Linked DNA regions of Sus scrofa: region 1 is linked to region 2. The links are chromatin contacts, called in public HiChIP or PLAC-seq maps. All regions are on one chromosome and are shown on one strand. Each heading gives the region's core, a stretch centred on a gene start, on an enhancer-like site or on the middle of the called end of the contact. The rest is flanking DNA. Distances are from core to core; before and after follow the strand shown. Region 1 has its middle 20 kb from the start of RHOB. Region 2 has its middle 51 kb from the start of RHOB.

The links. HiChIP or PLAC-seq counts read pairs in DNA pulled down with a chosen protein or histone mark.
Region 1: a contact with region 2 is called in an H3K27ac HiChIP or PLAC-seq map of alveolar macrophages. The contact joins two enhancer-like sites. A contact is called at or near these places in 3 of 47 Hi-C or Micro-C datasets (epiblast stem cells and liver) and 1 of 2 datasets of contacts at active chromatin or transcription factors (alveolar macrophages).

Annotation. Positions count from the first base shown.
Region 1 is chr3:117,793,534-117,797,363 of Sscrofa11.1, reverse strand. No RefSeq gene overlaps it. Among named protein-coding and RNA genes, the nearest start is that of RHOB, 20 kb to the right of the region's middle. Within about 2 kb of position 1,848, at least 37 of the 83 cell types and tissues checked have an H3K27ac peak or open chromatin away from gene starts, as enhancers often do. A contact at or near this core is called in alveolar macrophages, where this site is marked.
Region 2 is chr3:117,722,453-117,726,281 of Sscrofa11.1, reverse strand. No RefSeq gene overlaps it. Among named protein-coding and RNA genes, the nearest start is that of RHOB, 51 kb to the left of the region's middle. Within about 2 kb of position 2,036, at least 3 of the 83 cell types and tissues checked have an H3K27ac peak or open chromatin away from gene starts, as enhancers often do. A contact at or near this core is called in alveolar macrophages, where this site is marked.

The sequences.
Region 1 (3,830 bases), core at 599-3,098, 71 kb before region 2:
TCACACAGATAGAAAGTGGTAGAACCAGAATTTGGATTCAGGCAGTCTGAATTCCAGGGCCTGTGCCTCTGCTGTTTTGCCCAAGGATAATGGGAATTAGAAACATGGCCAGCTTATGTTGCTGATGCCAATCATCATAAAAATAAAATAATATTAATAATACTATTGATAAAACATGACCTTCATAGTAGATACCTTTCCATCACATTCCTCTTTTCTTTTTTTTTTTTTTTTTTTTTTTTTTTTTTGTTTTTTTTTTTTTCTCGGCATATATCCACTCCATCACTGTAGCCCCCCCCCCAGCACATATCCACCTTCTCGCCTCACCCAGCTCCCACGCCAATCTCACCCTACCACCCCCCCTCATTCCTTCTTCTTCCTCCACGACGGAACTACATTCCTCTTTCTTTTCTTCTTTGGGGAACCAAGGTGCCCAGATCTCTAAATACATTGTTCTAGAAAAGGATGCTAAGCAGCGTACTCTGTGCTCTGTGTGGACACGTGACCCACAGGTGGGACCAGTGAGAGCCCTCCTGGCATTTTTCACTTTGGCACTAATAGAGGAGGAAGCACCTCTTGGCAGGTGAAGCTGGGAAATGGCCCAGACTCGTGGGAGAAGCCAGCCTGACAGAGAAAGAAGCAGATTCACCGAGAGAAGCAGGGAGGAGGGAGGAGGAGAGCCCCTCCTTCCCTGACCTGCTCCTGGCGCTCTGAGCCCGCAAACTCTCTTGTCTCTTGTCTCACTGGTTTATGTCTGGTTTTCTCTCCCCCCTCCCTCCTTTCTTCTTCCTTCCTTCCATCCTTCCTTCATTTCCTTTTTGTAGCTGCACCCGGGGCATATGGAGCTTCCCGGGTTGGGGTCAAATCAGAGCTGCAGCTGGCAGCCTACACCACAGCCACAGCAATGCCAGATCCGAGCCACATCTGTGTCCACAGCTCGCGGCAACACAGGATTCTTCCTCTTCTTATTTTTTTGCTTTTTAGGGCCACATCCGAGGCATGTGGAGGTTCCCAGCCTAGGGGTCTAATCGGAGCTGCAGCTGCTGGCCACAATCACAGCCACAGCCACTCCAGATCAGAGCCAAGTCTGCGACCTACACCACAGCTCATGGCAATGCTGGATCCTTAACCCGCTAAGCAAGGCCAGGGATCGAACCTACAACCTCATGGTTCCTAGTCGGATTTGTTTCCTCTGCACCAAGACGGGAACGCCCAACACTGGATTCTTAACCCACTGAGCAAGGCCAGGGATCAGACCCGCATCCTTGCAGACACTATGTCGGGTTCTTAACCCACTGAGCCTCAGGGGGAACTCCCTATGTCTGGTTTTCTCACACTTGTGACTAAAAGAGCCCTAACTCATAGCATTTTATAGATTATGAAATTTGCCCGCAGGTAGTTGAGGCGGCAGGCAGGGTTTTTTTCACAAGGGAATCAGATTGGAGCAGCTAAGTTGTGCCAAGCAATGCCAAGCAGCAAGAGATGGACAGGGTCGGCAATCTTCAGCCTGTGCTCCCAGGGGGGAGGGGGTGGCGTGGAGGGTGTCTGGGCCTACACCCCTCCTCAGCTCCAGTGTCCCCAGACTCTGACCTGGCCTTTGTCGCCACTCTTTCTTCTAGTTGCTTGACAGAGGCCTGTGGGGGGCGGGGCTGCAGGGCAGCTGACCACAGACTCAAGCACCCTGTCCTTCCCATGACCCTGGAGCTCACAGGGCTGCAGAGGACAGAGGTGCCAACGTGCAGCAAAGCAGCTGCAACACGGCCAGCAAACTGAGCACCCAGGGCTGGGGTGTCCGCCCACCCAGCACCTGGCCCTCTCCTTGACTCCGGACCCCTGCGCAGCCTGGGGTGAAGCTCTTCCTCTGGCCAGAGTTCTCTCTGGTCCCCGCCCGAGCACAGACACAGGGTGCAGGGGCCTCCTCTGGTCTGGGAGCTACAAAACCCCGGGCACCTCTGGGTCAGGAGTTTGGTGATCCAGCTTGGGAGTGGCCAGCTTGGAGTGGCCGAAGCCAGCACCAGAGACTATTCTGAATCCTGGTTTAGAATCTTCTTAACCCTGACAGCAAGAGCAGTCAGCCTGTGGCGAGAGGGCACTTCCTGTTTACTGCTGGTGTCAGGGCTGGTCTGAGAGGGACAGAGCCTTCTGTGGTTAATGTGAGCTGTGCCTCCCCCCCGCCCTGCCCCAGGCTGACTCATTTCCCCCATCCAACCCCTTCCCCTTTCCCCAGCCCTGAGACCAGGGTTGGAGGCTGGGCTCCCTCCAGCCCAGGGGAACAGGTCTGCTCCTCTCTGGTGGCCTGGGCCCGACTGCTTTTATGCCAGTGGCAGCAGTGGGCTGCCCTGTCTCTGCAGCCCACCTGACACCTTCTCACGCTCCTGTGACTTTGGTGGTGGCATCCCGTTTCACAAAGAAACTAGGGCCACCAAATTTAGCAAAAAATGAAATACAATAAAAAAGAGGATGCCTGGTGAAATTTGAATTTCAGATAGACAACAAATACTCAGGCCCAGGGAGGGAGTAGTCTGCTAGCAGGCCCAGCTAGGTCACCACTGTGACTCCTGCCCCAGGGTCACAGGTGCTCCCTTCTAGGCTGTGAAGATGCTGCTGGAAGGGGGGGATAATGGTCTAACCTGGCACAAAAGGAAGCAGATACTCTGAAGCAGTGGTTTCAAAACCATGTCATGGATCAGCAACACTCACATCTGTGTTGGTTAGTTTCCTCTGCCAACTTGACTGTGTCACGGGGTACCCAGACATTTGTTCAAACATTATTCTGGGTGTGTCTGGGAGGCTGTTTCTGGACGAGATCAATATTTGGATCCTTAGGCTGAAGGAAGCCGACTGCCCTCCCCAGTGCGGGTGGGCCTCATCTAATCAGTTGAAGGCCCGACTAGAACCAAAGGTCCGACTCTTGGCAAACAGAAGAAACTCCTCCTGCCTGACTGCTTTGGACCTGGCACATCTACTTTTCCCACCTTCAGGCTCAAATGGAAAAATGTTGGCTCTTCCTGGGCATCAGACCTGCTGCCTGCACCCTCGAGTCACATCATCACTTTCCTAGATCTCCAGCTTGGATCGTCAGCTTGCCAGCTGCAAATCTTTGCACTTGGCCTCCATAATCATGTGATCTGACTCCATCTCTATCCCTACCTCTACCTGTATATCTATATCTATATCTATACCTGTCTGTCTATTCCATTCAGACCCTCAACAGATCAGATGATGCCACATTAGCAAGGGTGATCTCCTTAATGCAGTCTACTGATTCAGATGTTAATCTCTTTCAGAAATACCTCCCCCAACACATATAGAAGTAATATTTTACTAGCTATCTGGGCATCCATCCCTTAGCCCAGTCAAGTGACACATGAAATTAACTCTCAGAGGCGCCCACTGTCGGGCTCCACGCCTCTCTACTCCACCTGCACTGTTTCTTTTTTTTTTTTTTTTTTGTCTTTTTGCTATTTTTTTTGGCCACTCCCATGGCATATGGAGGTTCCCAGGCTAGGGGTCGAATCGGAGCTGTAGCCACCGGCCTACGCCAGAGCCACAGCAACGCGGGATCCGAGCCGCGTCTGCAACCTACACCACAGCTCACGGCAACGCCGGATCGTTAACCCACTGAGCAGGGGCAGGGATCGAACCCGCAACCTCATGGTTCCTAGTCAGATTTGTTAACCACTGCGCCACAACAGGAACTCCTTTTTTTTTGTCTTTTTGCTATTTTTTTTGGGCCACTCCTATGGCATATGCAGGTTCCCAGGCTAGGGGTCTAATCGGAGCTGTGCACTGTTTCTAAAAGATGCTCTCACCTAGTCTCAGGCACCTGG
Region 2 (3,829 bases), core at 787-3,286:
GGATTTGGAACATTAAACACCTTTAGGTCCGCTATTCCCCCCATGTCTTCAGTAGTTTCAGAGTTTCATGGCTCCACTCTACCCCTCCATCCACTGAGTGTCCTCCACCACATCACTGAAGCGCTAACCTTTGAGCTCTCCTTCAAGAGGAAGGGAAGCTTTCCAGAAAGACATGGAGGAGAATGTTCTCTGTTAAGGTGCTTTGGAGTCAACAAGCTTGGTCCTCGTGGGACCCAGCCATTCATTCAGCACTGCTGGCTCCCAGGGAGCCAGTGGAGGGGCAGGGGCTAGCTGGAGGGGTAAAGGCCAGATCATGTGGGGTTTGGTAGGCTGCATCAAGTTCAGATGTAACCCTGTGTGTCTGGGGGTCATGAAATGACTTAAGGAGGAAATGAACCTCTAAGGATGACATTTAATGAGGAATGTGAAATCCTCCTGGGAGAACTTCTGCAATGGTCCCCTTTCTCCAAGGACTTTCAATGCGTCTCAGATCATAAACTAGATTATGATTATCCAGTGGTGAAGGATGACATACCAATCCCCCTTGGGAGAAAGCCTCTGACCGTGTCCCTGGCGGGGCCTAGCATCAGGGGCTGTCTAAGCAGATGCCACAGAGAGGGGGCCCCTGCCTGAACCCTGTTTGTTGACTGCTATAGTTGTCTTAGCAAAAGAACCTCCCAGAATGATATCAGATGTGAGCAGTTCCCAGGGAGCAGGAGCTGTCCTCATTCTGGGGCCATTGAGTTGGGTTGGCTGTTGAGCTGGGTGGGTCAATGAGTTGACTTGTTTGGACTTGGCCAGGATAGAAAGTGAAGAGGAAAAGAATGGAAGGACACGAGTGGTTTTGGGTTGGGGTGGGCACAGAGTCAACACTGCCTTTCTTCCCCAGCCTCCCCTTTGTGTATTTCAAGGCCCTAGGAGCCCTCCGTAGAGGGACTGCCAAGCCCCCAAAGAAAGCCCTTCCATTTCCAGAGCCACAGACACATATTAGCCTTTAGCCCACACGACTGCCACCATCTGTCAGTCCAGAGGCTGTGGCTGGTGCCCATTCCTGTATTCAGGGGCCCAGCTACAGACAGGGTATCAGGTGAAAGTTTGCCAGTTGGCAGCTGGGAACAGGCTTGCTCGTCCTCATCCTGAGCCCTGGGTCTCTGAGACGCCCTTGGATGGCAGGACACAGCTCTGGACTCTCCCTGTGCCTGGAGGGCTTTGTACCTGTGAGCCACCACTTTGCCAAGAGCCTCTTCTGCCCTTCCCCAGTCCCTCATTCCTGCTATGATGGGCACTCCCTTGCCTTTGTTTTCTTCCTTTTTTCCTGCTGCCAGAACTTTTCTGAGTTTCACTAGGAGGGAGACCCTCCTGTCCTTTCTGCTCCCTGCCCCTTCCACCAGTTTCCAGTGTCCTTTTTAGATGACACATTTGCTCCTTGATGAGCTCCCTGAGGACCTGGTGAGGACCTTGCCATGGCCTGGCCCTGCCTCCGCCCCGAAGGCGATGGCCTAGGGCAACCAGGACCTGACATATCAGGCTCCACCAGCACTGGAAACTTTCTGGTTCTGTCCCACTCAGGACAGTGGGCTGGGCCCATGTCTTTCTCCCCGGAGTCCAGAACCAAGCCTGGTGTCACTGTAAGTAGCAACTGCACTAGCGAGAAGACCTCCTGCGAAAGCCGGCAGGTGCCTCTCGAGGCAGCCAGCCTGAGAAATCTGAGTGGCAGTGGCTCGAAAGATCAAAGTCATGTCTTTTGGGGGAGAGGGGAGATTAGATTTCAAAGAGTTCCTGGAGGGAGAAATTAATCCTGCCTTGATTTTGTTGGCACCAATCCCTTCCTTCTGGGCCAGTGCTGTCCTAGCCTTTTTGCAGAGGCTGCTTCCCCAGATGCAGAGAGAGACTCGTTTTCTTCCCATGAAGGAGTGAGACCCTGAATGGGCTGCTCTTCCTATTCTGCAGGGAAGAGGCAAGGCCCGATGAGACAGCGTGTGGACAGAGCCCGCCCTGTCGCTGTCGCACGGTGAATGGTCAGAAACCTCAGTTGTGTATTTCTTACACAACTTCTTAGAGAGGAGGCCAAGGGGAAGAACTCTGATCCTAATCGTACTTCCCTAGGGCAAACTGTTGGCTGTTCAGCCAGCCTCCTGCTAAGGGGCCCATAGTCTCTGGCATAGGTCAGATGAGCAGGAGAGATCCTTGAGGAACCAGCCAGCAAATTAAGGTCAAAACTTCAGTACAGATGATAAGAGGACAAGGGGTGTGGTAGGACGGTGGCCTTTGGTTTAAGAGAGATCTGAGTTCCAGTTCTGGCTCTGCCGCCTCAGTAGCTGTGTGACCGTGACAACTCCTCTCACTTCTCTGAGTCAATTCTTCAACCTCATTTTCATCCTTATCAGCACTGTCCTCGCCATCCATGCCATTTTTTGTGTACTTCTTGCCAAGCAACTGGTATCTCATGCGAGTCTCAGAACAACCCTATTATTGTGAAAAAATATAAGTATTTCCCTTTTTAATGAAATTAATTAACGTTTTTGGTCACACCCACTGCATGAGGAAGTTCTCTGGGCCAGGGATTGAACTCGAGCCACAGCAGTGACCAGAGGTCAGCAGTGAAAACACTGGATCCTTAACTCCCTGAGCCACCAGGGAACTTCAATTTTTCCTTATAATAAAGATAAAGGAATGAGGTTCTGGGAGGTTTCTAAACTTGCCCAAGACCAGCTTAGCTAGAAAGTAATTAAGACAGGGTTTTATCCTGGCCCTGTCTGAGTCCAGTGATCATGTGTCTTAGATGGAATGGTTTCCTCAAGAAGACACGTCCCGAAGTTCCCCTTGTGGCACAGCAGAAACGAATCTGACTAAACCATGAGGCTGCTGGTTCAATCCCTGGTCTCGCTCAGTGGGTTCAGTATCTGGTGTTGCCCTGAGCTGTGGTATAGGTCGCAGATGTGGCTCGGATCCCGCTTTGCTGTGGCTGTGGCTGTGGCTGTGGCTGGCAGCTGCAGCTCTGATTTGATCTCTAGCCTGGGCTGCTGTGGGTGCAGCCCTCAAAATGAGGAAAAAAAAAAAAAAAAAGAAGAAGACGTCCCATCCAAGGCCCTGGAACCTGTGAATGTGACTTTGTTTAGAAAAAAGGTCTTTGCAGATGTTTGCAGATGCAGTTCAGTTATGGATTATTTTTTTTGGCCACACCTGCAGCGTGTGGAAGTTCCCTGGTCAGGGATCAAACCCGCACTGTGGTTGCGGCTTGGGCCATAGCTGCCACAACGCTGGGATTCCTAAACCTGCTGCACCACGAGGGAAATTCCTAGTTATGGAAATTGAGATCACCATGGATTATCCAGGTGGCCTTAAAATGCAAGAAAGTGTCCTTGGAAGAGTCAAGAAAGGAGAAGACACAGAGATGAGAAGGAGAACGGAGGCCACTTTGGAGCGATGCAGCCACAAGCCAAAGAACTCCTGGAGCCACCAGACGCTGGTGGAGGCAAGGAAGGATTTTGCTCTAGAGGCTTGGGAGGGAGCGGGGCCTTCCTAACACCTTGCTGTTGGACTCCTGGCCTCAGAACCATGAGAGAGTTCTTTTCTGATGCTTTAAGCCGCCCAGTTTGTGCTCGTTAGTTACAGCAGCCCTGTACACCATGCGATGCATGGAACTGCATTTTATTGCCATAGGATGGTCATGGAAAAGCTGCTTGCTGGAGCAAACAGCAGTGGAAAAGCTCACAGGAACTCTTAGGTCCTGCCAGGCTCGCTGTATCTCTGTGACAGTGGCCTTGCTTAGCATATCCAAGTGGCTTTGAGCCACCTCCCTTGGGAAAGCGCTCGGTGCAGGACCAGA